Regions from separate parts of the Oncorhynchus mykiss genome. Here region 1 is linked to region 2. A link is a contact called in public Hi-C data. All regions are on one chromosome and are shown on one strand. The core of a region is the stretch at or near the end of the contact, and the rest is flanking DNA. Distances in the headings are between cores, read along the strand shown.

What was found. A called contact is a pair of places that touch in the nucleus more often than the background predicts.
Region 1: a Hi-C map of liver shows a contact between it and region 2, with 3 times the contacts expected there. The contact joins the promoter of LOC110538908 here to the enhancer-like site in region 2. A contact is called at or near these places in 2 of 3 Hi-C or Micro-C datasets (blood and liver).

Annotation. Positions count from the first base shown.
Region 1 is chr12:54,250,940-54,257,724 of USDA_OmykA_1.1, forward strand. It overlaps LOC110538908, which reads left to right and starts at 2,780. Exons shown (of 7, transcript XM_036939510.1): 1 at 2,780-3,224; 2 at 3,434-3,558; 3 at 6,352-6,550. The coding sequence starts at 3,087.
Region 2 is chr12:54,153,232-54,160,498 of USDA_OmykA_1.1, forward strand. It overlaps LOC110537780 (cytoplasmic polyadenylation element-binding protein 4), which reads right to left. Exons shown (of 11, transcript XM_036937794.1): 11 at 5,553-7,267. Among protein-coding and RNA genes, the nearest start is that of LOC110537779, 7.4 kb to the left of the region's middle. Within about 2 kb of position 4,835, at least 2 of the 11 cell types and tissues checked have an H3K27ac peak or open chromatin away from gene starts, as enhancers often do. A contact at or near this core is called in liver, where this site is marked.

The sequences.
Region 1 (6,785 bases), core at 1,530-4,029, 96 kb after region 2:
ATTACTCTAACACACATGCATTTTAGCAGTCAGTCCTCTGGGAACTGTGTGTGAGAGAGAGAGGGGCATTTTGACCTCTTGACGGGGGAAGGGCTGACTGGCTGGTATTATCCTTGCGTACCTGGGCCATTTGCCTCGTCGCCCCAGATGACAGAAAGCATGAGTTGGGGCAAGGCCTACAAGGACATTGTGTACTTAAATAGACCCAATGCTACAATACATTTGATATACTTGTCACGGCCCTCCTCATCAGGTCCTCTTGTCCCCTCCCCCCTCCCTCCCTCAGGGTCACCATGGTTCCTCTCCCTAGTTGCCTGGCAACCAGCTCCTCCTGGAAATTGAGACTACAGTTGACTTCATAATTAAAGACCACACCCACACTTTACAATAACTACATTTATTAGAGAAAATAATTGCAAGGCCAAATCATGTCTCTGTAGTTTATTTTACAACTAGGCCTTGCAAACACATTCACGGTCAAGTTCTTTATAAATCATCAACTTGGCCAATAGTTTTCCAAACAACAATTGCCTCAATGGTTTTTAAAAGAGGCATTTGGAATTAATATTCAAATAAACAGAAAATGCTGTCTGACAATATGAGTCAGACATAATTGAGAATGTGCAAAGTGCAATGTAGAAAATAGTCAAAATAAAGAAAAACCATTGAATGATTAGGTGTGTCCAAACTTTTGACTGGCACTGTATATGTGATGGGATGTATATACAATATGGACACTATATGAATACAATATGTAGTATACCTGAATAATAGAACACGTGCAGCAACAGTTAAAAAGGATAGGCCTTGACTAGAATACAGTATACACATATAACATGGGTAAAACAGTATGTAAACATTGTTAAAGTGACCAGTATTCCATGACTATGTACATAGGGCAGAAGCCTCTAAAGTGACGACCTCACCTTTTTTTGTACATATATTTTTTTATTTAACCTTTATTAACCAGGTAGGCAAGTTGAGAACAAGTTCTCATTTACAACTGCGACCTGTCCAAAATAAAGCAAAGTAGTGAGACACAAACAACAACACAGAGTTACACATGGAATAAGCAAACATACAGTCAATAATACAATAGAAAAAGTCTATATACAGTGTGTGCAAATGAGGTAGGATAAGGAAGATAAGGCAATAAATAAGCCATGGTTGTGAAATAAGTACAATATAGCAATTAAACACTGGAGTGATAGATGTGCAGAAAATGAGTGTGCAAGTAGAGATACTGGGGTGCAAAGGAGCAAAATAAATACAATTAATAACAGTATGGGGATGAGGTAGTTGGATGGGCTATGTTCAGGTGCAGTGATCTGTGAGCTGCTCTGACAGCTGGTGCTTAAAGTTAGTAAGGGTGATATGAGTCTCCAGCTTCAGTGATTTTTGCAGTTCGTTCCAGTCATTGGTATCAGAGAACTGTAAGGAAAGGCAGCCAAAGGAGGAATTGGCTTTGGGGGTGACCAGTGAAATATACCTGCTGGAGTGCGTGCTACGGGTGGGTGCTGCTATGGTGACCAGTGAGCTGAGATAAGGCGGGGCTTTACCTAGCAAAGACTTATAGATGACCTGGAGCCAGTGGGTCTGGCGACGAATATGAAGCGAAGGCCAACCAACGAGAGCATACAGGTCGCAGTGGTGGGTAGTATATGGGGCTTTGGTGACAAAACGGATGGCACTGTGATAGACTGCATCCAATTTGCTGAGTAGAGTGTTGGAGGCTATTTTGTAGGTAGGATAGTCAGTTTTACGAGGGTATGTTTGGCAGCATGAGTGAAGGATGCTTTGTTGCGAAATAGGAAGCCGATTCTAGATGTAATTTTTGGATTGGAGATGCTTGATGTGAGTCTGGAAGGAGAGTTTACAGTCTAACCCGACACCTAGGTATTTGTAGTTGTCCACATATTCTAAGTCTGAACCGTCCAGAGTAGTGATGCTGGACGGGCGGGCAGGTGTGGGCAGCGATCGGTTGAAGAGCATGCATTTAGTTTTACTTGCATTTAAAGCAAGTTTTACTTGGCATTGAAGCTCGTCTGGAGGTTAGTTAACACAGTGTCCAAAGAAGGGCCAGATGTATACAGAATGTTGATGTCTGTGTCGAGGTGGATCAGAAAATCACCAGCAGCAAGAGCGACACCACCCGCCTTCTGGGTGGTAGCGGGGTGAATAGGCTGTGGTTTGGGTGGCTGAGGTCCTTGATGATCTTCTTGGCCTTCCTGTGACACCGGGTGCTGTAGATGTCCTGGAGGCCATGTAGTGTGCCCCCGGTGATGCGTTAGGCAGACCCCACCACCCTCTGAAGAACCCAATATTGATAAACGTCACCTTGTCCTAGAGAGATTTACACGGTTATCAAAACGTCACACCAGGGTAACCTACACAAAAGTGTTTCTAAAATCTCATATGGGAAAAATGAATGGTGAAAAAACGATTGGAACAATTTCCCTGTTTGACTGCTAGGTGTTATGGGTATTATGACTCATACTGTGGTACTCTATATCACCTGTTTCCTCAAAAATGATCATGCAAATTATCTGGTCATACTCACTGTCATTAGCATATTTGGGCGTTATTAGGTAGAACGGTGTGTAACCATGAAATATTACAGTTCATTCCCTCTGTAAACCAAAACTAAATGTAAAACTAGCTAAGTAAATACTACATATCCCAATATACAATGTGCCTCTTCCCGCAATGTAATAAATGTTTTAATAACCCGTACAGTAGGTGGCGGAAATACACCAATATGTGTAGTCTACCATCATGCTCGTAACATAGAATGTTAAAGAAGAAGACGCAATGGGCACGTTCGTAGATTCGCTCTGGCCATCTACTCCGATCACTCCCGTCTGAGTCTGCAACGAGCAGAATAACTGATTAATTTACGAACGCACCCAACGTAAGAGACTTCCTATTGCATAGCATGTTGGTACTTGTGTACACTGCTAAATAATGTAGCTAGGTTTTAGAGCCACCAGCAGTTATTTTGTGTAATTTCTTGAAATTATTTCGATACTGCTACACTTCTATATGTACAAAACTAATTGACGGGCTGAATTTCAACAAACACCGGTATGGCGGAGGGTGTCGGTAACGCAGTGAATCTTCCCCCCGGAGATCCGCAGCTCATCGGGCTCATCGTGGAACATCTCAAGAACCGAGGCCTGTTCGACGAGTTCCGCAGAGACTGCCTGGCAGATGTGGATACAAAGGTAGCTAATCTAGCGTTCAACTTTTTCTGACTAGCTATCAACGTTCATTTAAGCCTGCTATTTAACGTTAGCTAGCAAATAGTTTCCGCTTTATTTGTCCCACGTTGTTGTTTTTAGCTTAGCTAACTAGCTAGCCAGCTGTTGGTAATGTTCCGGCTATTGATCAATGGGTAACGTAAATGACGTGCTTCTGTCATTGTTGTCATCAGCCTGCCTACCAGAATCTACGACAGAAAGTTGACAACTTCGTCTCTACTCATTTGAACACTCAAGACTGGAACCCATCAATCAACAAAAATCAAGTGCGGAATGTGCTAAGACAAAGCGTCGTGCAGTGAGTAGCTACTATAAATGATTATAATTATGCTTGTAAATGTCTAATGCATTGTAGTTGTTGACAGTACATAACAATTAAATCACGTTTTCAAGCCAAAAACAGTGCCATCTGCACATGAATGGTTAAGATCATGTACCCAGTCTGGATTGCAATCAGGTGTTCCTGCTAATGCCAGTATTTTTTTTTATTTCACCTTTATTTAACCAGGTAAGCTAGTTGAGAACAAGTTCTCATTTACAACTGCGACCTGGCCAAGATAAAGCAAAGCAGTGCGACATAAACAGCAACACAGAGTTACACATGGAATAAACAAGCATACAGTCAATAACACAATAGGAAAAAAAAAAGTCTATATACAGTGTGTGCAAATGGCGTGAGGAGGTAGGCAATAAATGGGCCATAGTAGCGAAGTAATTACAATTTAGCAGATTAACACTGGAGTGATAAATGAGCAGATGATGATGTGCAAGTAGAGATACTGGTGTGCAAAAGAGCAGAAAAGTAAATAAAAACAATATGGTGATTGGGTGGGCTATTTACAGATGGGCTATGTACAGCTGCAGCGATCAGTTAGCTGCTCAGATAGCTGATGTTTAAAGTTAGTGAGGGAAATATAAGTCTCCAGCTTCAGCGATTTTTGCAATTAGTTCCAGTCACTGGCAGCAGAGAACTGTAAGGAAAGGTGGCCAAAGGAGGTGTTGGCTTTGGGGATGACCAGTGAGATATACCTGCTGGAGCGTATGCTACGGGTGGGTGTTGTTATCGTGACCAGTGAGCTGAGATAAGACGGAGCTTTACCTAGCATAGACTTATAGATGACCTGGAGCCAGTGGGTCTGGCGACGAATATGTAGCGAGGGCCGACTAGAGCATCCAGGTCGCAGTGATGGGTGGTGTAAGGGGTTTTGGTAACAAAAGGAATGGCACTGTGAAAGACTACATCCAGTTTGCTGAGTAGAGTATTGGAAGCTATTTTGTAGATGACATCGCCAAAGTCGAGGATCGGTAGGATAGTCAGTTTTACTAGGGTAAGTTTGGCGGCATGAGTGATGGAGGCTTTATTGCGAAATAGAAAGCTGATTCTAGATTTGATTTTGGATTGGAGATGTTTAATATGAGTCTGGAAGGAGAGTTTACAGTCTAGCCAGACACCTAGGTATTTGTAGTTGTCCACATATTCTAGGTCAGAACCGTCCAGGGTAGTGATGCTAGTCGGGCGGGCGTGTGCGGGCAGCGAAAGGTTGTAAAGCATGCCACAGAAGGAGTGTTTTATGGCATCGAAGCTTGTTTGGAGGTTAGTTAACAGTGTCCAAAGACGGGCCAGAGGTATACAGAATGGTGTCGTCTGCGTAGAGGTGGATATATCATTGATATGTATACAGAGAAAAGAGTCAGCCTGAGAATTGAACCCTGTGGTACCCCCATAGAGACTGCCAGAGGTCCGGACAACAGGCCCTCCAATTTGACACATTGGACTCTGTCTGCGAAGTAGTTGGTGAACCAGGCGAGGCAGTCATTTGAGAAACCAAGGCTATTGAGTCTGCCGATAAGAATGCGGTGATTGACAGAGTCGATGAAGACGGCTGCACAGTACTGTCTTATCGATGGCGGTTATGATATCATTTAGTACCTTGAGCGTGGCTGAGGTGCACCCGTGACCAGCTCGGAAACCGGATTGCACAGCGGAGAAGGTACGGTGGGATTCGAAATGGTCAGTGATCTGTTTATTAACTTGGCTTTCGAAGACTTTAGAGAGGCAAGGCAGGAAGGATATAGGTCTAGAGTGTCACCCCCTTTGAAGAGGGGGATTACTGCGGCAGCTTTCCAATCATTAGGGATCTCGGACGATATGAAAGAGAGGCTGGACAGACTGGTAATAGAGGTTGCAACAATGGCGGTGGATAGTTTTAGAAAGAGAGGGTCCAGATTGTCTAGCCCAGCTGATTTGTGCGGGTCCAGGTTTTGCTGCTCTTTCAGAACAGCTGCTATCTGGATTTGGGTGAAGGAGAAGCTGGGGAGGCTCAGGCAAGTAGCTGCGGGGGCGGAGCTGTTGACCGGGGTTGGGGTAGCTAGGAGGAAAGCATGGCCAGCCGTAGAGAAATGGTTATTGAAATTTTCGATTATCATGGATTTATCGGTGGTGACCGTGTTACCTAGCCTCAGTACAGTGGACAGCTGGGAGGAGGTGCTCTTGTTCTCCATGGACTTTACAGTGTCCCAAAACTTTTTGGAGTTAGAGCTACAGGATGCAAAACCCTGTTTGAAAAAGCTAGCCTTTGCTTTCCTGACTGACTGTGTGTATTGGTTCCTGACTTCCCTGAACAGCTACATGTTGCGGGGGCTATTCAATGCTATTGCAGTCCGCCACAGGATGTTTTTGTGCTCGTCAAGGGCAGTCAGGTCTGGAGTGAACCAAGGGATATATCTGTTCTTAGTTCTACATTATTTGAAAGGGGCATGTTTATTTAAGATGGTGAGGAAATTACTTTTAAAGAACGACCAGGCATCCTCGACTGACGGGATGAGGTCAATATCCTTTCAGGATACCCGGGCCAGGTCGATTAGAAAGGCCTGCTCGCAGAAGTGTTTTAGGGAGCGTTTGACAGTGATGAGGGGTGGTCGTTTGACCGTGGACCGATAGCAGATACAGACAATGAGGCTGAGATCCTGGTTGAAAACAGCAGAGGTGCATTTGGAATGCAAGTTGGTAAGGATATTATCTATGAGGGTGCCAATGTTTACAGATTTAGGGTATATGTGACAGTCATATGTATTGTCTCTGGTGTGTCAGGTCCGGCATGCTGGAGTCCGGAGTGGACAGAATCATCACCCAGGTGGTGGATCCCAAGCTTAACCACACCTTCAGGCCCCACATTGAGGAAGCCATTCACGACTTCCTGTCTGCTGAGAAGAAGGAGGAGGGTCCATCCAACACTCCATCAGAGACAGAACAGCAAGAGGCTCCAAGCCACACTGGACCCAAAACACCATGAAGGTCAGTGTGTCACACCTGTGGTCAAGATTGCTGAAATCAACATAAACATACAAATCATGGGAAAGGTATTGAACTATAATCTCCTCAGAATGTTTCAGGTTCTCAGTTTGTCATTTATCTTTATTTCAGGTGCAGAGAAACATCTTCTGCTAAAGGTAGACTTTTCTAGAGCTCCATCAGACTGGACAAGGAACTCCAACTTTAAAAACTAGTGTGGAGGTTTCCACAAC
Region 2 (7,267 bases), core at 3,585-6,084:
CAGGGTAGCTATGCGTTTGGAGGTGACCAAAGTCAAACACCACCGACCCCTGTTTCTGGATTTCATCGAAGAATTGACAACAACCTGGTCCAACCTACATTCAGCTCAGCTGTTGCTGCATGGGTGCGCCCCCTTCTGGAAAGGATGAAAGGGCCAGTGCTGGATCACACACCAGGGCATTGCTAATGCGAATCCTACACTCCCTATCAAGCCCTGTTGCTTTTCGGCTGCTCAGCTGGAGAAGGTGTATAGTGCAGAGGGGGTGGCTGCCCGGTCCCTGTTGTCGGTGAGAGTCAGACCAAGGTGAGAGTCGGACCTGCAACCTCACTGGGAAGGAGACAGCCCCCGCACACCTAGCTCAGGGATACGGGTGGCACGGGGTCAGGTCTTCCCTTGCCATCTGCCCCAAACACCCGTGGTGACAACAGCACGGTCAATCGGGGTACGTCACGATGCCTCCAAACCCAGAGTGGACCAGGCTTCAGGCAAACGTATGCACCTAAACACATTGTTTCAACCCCATTGTTTTCGGGTTTCAAGAGTGTTGTGTATTTTTCATGTGAGTTCAGTAAAGCATGTCCCTCCTCCACATTCAGATACAAGGTGGTGGAGATTTTTTTTAAAGATACAAAAATAACCTATTTCTGCCAGTCCACGACAGACGTCATGCCCCCTCAGATGGCCCTTTACGGGAGACTCATTGCCTGCTCGCATGCACAGTGTTGCCCTGGGTAATGCAAACCATAACAATGGGGTACAAATTGTTGTACGCACCCTATTTTTCTGCGGCGTCAAGACGTTGACTGTTCTCCTGGCCTCAGCACCAGTATTAAGGGAGGAATTTCCTGGAACCGAAAAGGGACAGGGGGTTACGCCCCATTCTAGACATACATGCCCTGAACAAACATCAGAGTTTACTAATTCAAGATGCTCACAAATCAGTGACTGTTCCAGTCCGTGCGTTGGTTCACCACCATTGACCTAAAGGATGCAAACTTTCATGTGCCCATGTACCTAAGTCACAGAAAGTTCCTGAGATTCCATAAAGAGGCAAGCCTACGAGCTTCTCGTCTCCATCTTTTCAAAGGTGGTGGAGGTAGCTCTGGCACCCACAAGGAGCTAGGGGCTGAGGGTATAGGACTATCTGGACAATTGGCTGATAGCAACAGAGTCACGGGAAGATGTTCGGGTTCCAGCTCTGCTTGGCCCATTTTCGGTTGGGGCTCACAGTACGTTTTTGCCAGTTACTGCTCCTACTGGGGATAGTAGCTTCTATGATAGTGGTCATTCCCCTGGGACTATTATTGACGCGGCCATTCCAGCAGTGGGTACTAGCAATGAGCTTGGATGCATCTTGCCACCTAAACTGGTCGATTCCGGTGTCCCCGACATTCCTTTGGGTACTGGCCCAGTGGAGGGATCCCCGGTTGCTGTCACAAGGGGCTCCTATGGGCCAGGTGTTGTCTCGCAAGGTGGTCATGTCAGATGCGTCCCCCCAATGGTGGGGCACGCTGTGCGATGGTTACTCAATTTGGGCAGTATGGACAGTGTCACAGAGTGCCTGGAATATGAATTACCTGGAACTTTTGACTGTGTACTTAGCATTTAGGCGCCTAGTCCCGCGTTTGCCGGGCCATGATGTGCAGGTGGCACGGGCCTGTTTTCTACTGTGTTATTGACTTGTTAATTGTTTACTCCATGTGTAACTCTGTGTTGTCTGCTCATACTATGCTTTATCTTGGCCAGGTCGCAGTTGTAAATGAGAACTTGTTCTCAACTAGCCTACCTGGTTAAATAAAGGTGAAATAAAAATAAAAGGTCAGATCCGACAACATGACAACGGTGGCATACATCAACAGGCAGGGGGAACTCGGTTCCTACCCCTCCTCACCTTGGCTTCCTGTTGCTGTGGAGCAGAGCACATTTACTCTCACTTCGGGCAGTGCATGGTGTTCTCTAAGCATTGTCTCTCTCACTGACGGGTTCCTGGGTTCCTGGTATGGCAACTGCTCGGCCTCTGACCGCAAGGCACTACAGGGGTAGTGCGTACGGCCCAGTACACCACAGGGGCCAAGCTTCCTGCCATCCAGGACCTCTATACCAGGCAGTGTCAGAGGAAGGCCCTAAAAATTGTCAAAGACTCCAGCCACCCTAGTCATAGACTGTTCTCTCTGCTACCGCAAGCGGTACCGGAGCGCCAAGTATAGGTCCAAGAGGCTTCTAAAACAGTTTCTACTCCAAGCCATAAAACTCCTGAAATTCTAATCAAATGGCTACCCAGACTATTTGCTCTATTATCTATGCATAGTCACTTTAATAACTCTACCTACATGTACATATTACCTCAATTACCTCAACACCGGTGCCCCCGCACATTGACTCTGTACCAGTACTCCCTGTATATAGCCTCGCTATTGTTATTTTATTGCTGCTCTTTAATTATTTGTTACTTTTATTTGTTACTTTTTTTTAGGTATTTTCTTAAAACTGCATTGTTGGTTGGTTAAGGGCTGGTACGTAAGCATTTCACTGTAAGGTGAAATACCTGTTGTATTCGGTGCATGTGACAAATACAATTTGATTTGATTTTGATATGATATGATATGATTGTAGCATATTTCCCATGGCATATAGCAGCAAGGAGCAGGGGTTACCTAGACGAGTAAGCGCCCACTCCACCGGCATCTTGGGTGTTGTTTAAAGGGTTATTTGGAGATATTTGTGCTGCGGTGAGTCGGGCATCACCACACACTTTTGCTTACGGTAAGGACAGGTGAAAGTCACTTAGGCAGTCACTTAGGTGTGCTCAATACCCAGACTGTCACATCTGGTGGTGTCAGGTCTGGGTTGTCTGCCATGGGCCATTGGGGCCTGATTATATTTCCCCATAGTACGCTTTACCGAAGTTGACTGACTTAAAAGGAAACGTAATGTTCCGACTATAACTACTGTTCCCTGAAGGAGGGAAAGGAGATACAACACCTGTTTGGCCCCGCATCGCCCGTTCCTGGGCTTGGTGAAGAGCATTATTCAATTGAAGGAATGAATCCAAGCCTCACGCTTATCACCTGTGGAAGGCGGTTCTTCCATCGAGGCACATTGGCTTTGTCAGGCGTGATTTAGGATCCTTCAACCGAAGTCGCGAGAGTGCGACTCCCCATAGTATGATGTACCTCGTTTCCCTCCTTCATGAAACAGAAGTCACAACGTTACATTCTTTGTTTCAAGGGCACTACAGTGCACTACTTTTGAACAGGGCACATAGGACCATTAGGCACATAGGACCAAAACAGTGTTCAATAACAATAATCTAAGGAGATTTCAAATTCTTGTCCTAGAGTACTCATTCTTATAAATGTACTACCTAAGGGACGATATGTCCGGGGCAGAGGCTTTTCCTTGCTATGAGTCTTACCAGACACCACGGCCTAGCTGTGCTTAATGAGGGGTCCATGTCTCTGTGACCTGGTTGCTGGCTGCTACAGAGGCAGAGAGAGAAAGAGAGAGAGGCAGGCACCCGGTCGCAGAATGGATTGGCTCAGCAGAACCTTTGTCTCCACTGTCAGAGAGACAGGCGTGATGTCATCTGGATCTTTCATCCAAGTTTTTTGTCACTATTATTCTATACTGAACAAAAATATGAATGCAACATGCAACAATTTCAAAGATTTGACTGAGCAACAGTTAATATAAGGAAATCAGTCAATTGAAAAAACAATATTAGGCCCTAATCTATGGATTTCACGACTGGGCAGGGGTGCAACCTTGGGTGGGCCTGGGAGGGCATCGGCCCACCCACTTGGGAGCCAGGCCCAGCCAATCAAAATGAGTTTTTCCTCACAAAAGGGCTTTATTACAGACATAAATAGTTCTCAGTTTTGTCAGCTGTCCAGGTGGCTGGTCTAAGACTATCCCGCAAGTGAAGAAGCCAGATGTGGAGGACCTGGGCTGGCATGGTTACACGTGGTCTGTGGTTGTGAGGCCGGTTGGACGTACTGACAAATTATCTAAATTGACGTTGGAGGCGGCTTATGGTAGAGAAATTACATTCAATTCTCTGGCAACAGCTCTGGTGGACAGTCCTGCAGTCAGCAGGCCAATTGCACATTCCCTCAAAACTTGAGACATCTGTGGCATCGTGTTGTGTGACAAAACTGCACATTTCAGATTGGCCTTTTATTGTTCCTAGCACAAGGTGCACCTGGTTAATGATCATGCTGTTTAATCAGCTTCTTGATATGCCACACATGTCAGGTGGATGGATTATCTTGGCAAAGGAGAAATGCTCGCTTGCAGGGACATAAACAAATGTGTGCCCAAAATTTGAGAGAAATAAGCTTATTGTGCATATGGAACATTTCTGGGATCTTTTATTTCAGCTCATGAAACATGTGACCAACACTTTACATGTTGTGTTTATATTTTTGTTCAGTATATGTACACTTCCTGCAGTGGTATATCCATGCAATGCCATCCGAGAACAGGGTTGGGGACCATATTGACTGGAGCCCAACTACTGTTTTTGATGCTGCCTCATGAGGAAAGGTTTTCTCAAATGCACCGCACAGCCCCAGGGACCTACAATTTTTCTCTTGCATTACCGGTTTTGATGATAGCAAGGTAATTCATGATTTTGCCTACATTGAAGGAAAATTGTATGGCTTTACACTTACTCAGGGAATGTGAGTGCTGCTACCTACGGTACATAAGGTCCAAAAGTTAGTGAGCTAATGGTTTTCTTTCAGGTTTGACACAGAAGACTGCAGTACATTAGAGTGAATTCTGAGTGGTGCTTTATATTGGTAATGTACCAGTCAGCAGGCAGGTGGAGCTGATGAGTCTGATGAATATGATCACTTACAGTATGTTTGTAGACTGACATTAATGACATTCTTTATCCCAGGACATTTCTGCAGGATTATCAATACCCTGGCATGTGTGATGGTACATCTATTTTGAATGACTGGTTTCATCAGCTCCGGTTTGTATAAAGCAGGGGCGTCAAACTCATTCCATGGAGGGCCTCATGTCTGCTGGTTTTAATTTTTTCCTCTCAATTATGACCTAGACAACCAGGTAAGGGGAGTTCCTTACTAAATGACCTGAATTCATCAATCGAGTACAAGGGAGGAACAAAAACCTGCAGACACCCGGCCCTCCATGGAACGAGTAGCATTATAGTGACATTCTTTGAAAGGATCCAGTAAAGACTGGCATACAAACACACTGACTTCTTAGCCTGGAAAAGGAAATAATGGTTGCAAAATAACTGCTCATAAAATATGAATGGTTAATCTGATACTGACATTTGCAAAAGCTGCTGGTGGTCGCCATTTTAACACCCCCTCTCGCTCACACACAGCATAGCGTTCATAACTCGTTGCGACCTTATTTTCTTGTATGCAGTAAAGATATCTGAATTCATTCGGAGGTTTTATCAGCCAGGGCCCAGCAATGGCCGCTGCCTAGCTTTATGAAAGCAGCAACCAATGAACATCTACAGAAAACGCAATACACTTAACAGTCCACACAAAGAAAAACACAAATGGGCCTTATTGTCACAGTTAAGTTTTATTCATTCAACATTTCACATTACAAATATTTAAAAGTTATGCATACTGTTATAAATAGTTGGCTGCAAACAATTAAATAACATTAGATCTCTTTTTCATTTCACTAGCACTTTTACAGACCAACTCCTAGAAATATGGACATTTTGTATTACATAACTTAATTTGAAAGGAAAATACAAAAATAGTAACTTATAAAGTGAAATGACAATAAAAATTATGGTGATATCTTAAGTAAAAAAAAAAATATTAATAAATACAACCTTCCCATACACAGTTAAAAACTATTGACATTTTGCCATTAAGTAACATCATTAACAGACCAATATTTAAATATTTATTTCCTTCAGAAAATGTGAACCATATATTGTGGAGCACAATATAGCAATTAGTAAAAACTAGACACTAACATATTAAAAGCTTCACCTCAAAAATATAACAAAAATCTGATCAAAATTATAAAAAATTATACATTCCAATTAAAAATATACCAATAAACAGCTAAATACATTATTGACCTAATAATTACAATGCAACCAATCACAGTAGCTTGAAATAAACAAATTAAGCAAATGAGCACAAAACCTTTAAATGTTTTAAAAAATAACTTCAATTATTTATATTAGTACAAATAGTTTGATTTCTTTTTCTTTTCTTTTTTACAAACACCAGCATGAAAAGGATTACAATAACAGTAGAAAATGACTGTGAAAAACATATTAACATCTTCTTTAAATGTCTGCAATTAAAAACGGCATTAAAGAATTACATTGCAAAGTCTTATTCTGGAAAAAAGTTCAAAAAAAGTATTGCACATAACAACTCGAAGTTAACTTGCAACATTTACCACATTCAAGTCTTAATGTTCCCCTTCCTCCAACTAGGTTGATTTGCCTCAACAGACAGTGGAGATGAGTTATCAAGTCTTTTTAACAGTGTCCTAAAAGATGCTCAAGTCTTGCACTGCTAAAATATATTTTAGAGTTTTTTTCATTTTCTTATTTTCTTGTATATTTTTCTGTGCATCCTGCAGAGGTCTGAGTATGGGGAAGGCAAAGAGATGAACACATGGGAGGGGAGTGAGGTGTGGGGGTGTCCTTAATAAATTAAAAGTTGTGAAACATCTGGTGCACTACAACAATTCATTTCAATAGCTAATTCATGTACTTCTTTTTTTTTATCATGCATGCTAAGGATTATAATAGGAGCTAGTTGGCAAGTTCAAGAATATACATTTTCCAATGTTAAAATATCTAAACACCAAACATCCATTCTTGTGATACGAGATTCAGCCTAATTATGAACCATCATTTGCATTCTCCTTATAATTGTTACATTCCAGCTATGGAGAGAGGAAACCAAAAACAATAGAAGTTACCATTTTCCAACTAGGGTAGCCATTTTTTTAAACATTCATTTTAAATGACAACGTTTTCTCACCATGCTGTTAAGATCAGATTTTTGTGAAACATTTAGTGTATGAGATCTAATACCTTAAGCAATACACTTTCATCATCCCTCTGCAGTTTTGAAGTCGCATCAACACAAGTGTGCACTTAGTTGTAAAGATTCCTCAGCACTGAAATGTATAATAAAAAGCATAATTGAAAATAATATTGAAATCACTCAACTTTTTTCTTTAAATTAAAATTTCCATATATGCAGATCTCTCAGTAACAAAAGTACAAAAGCTACCT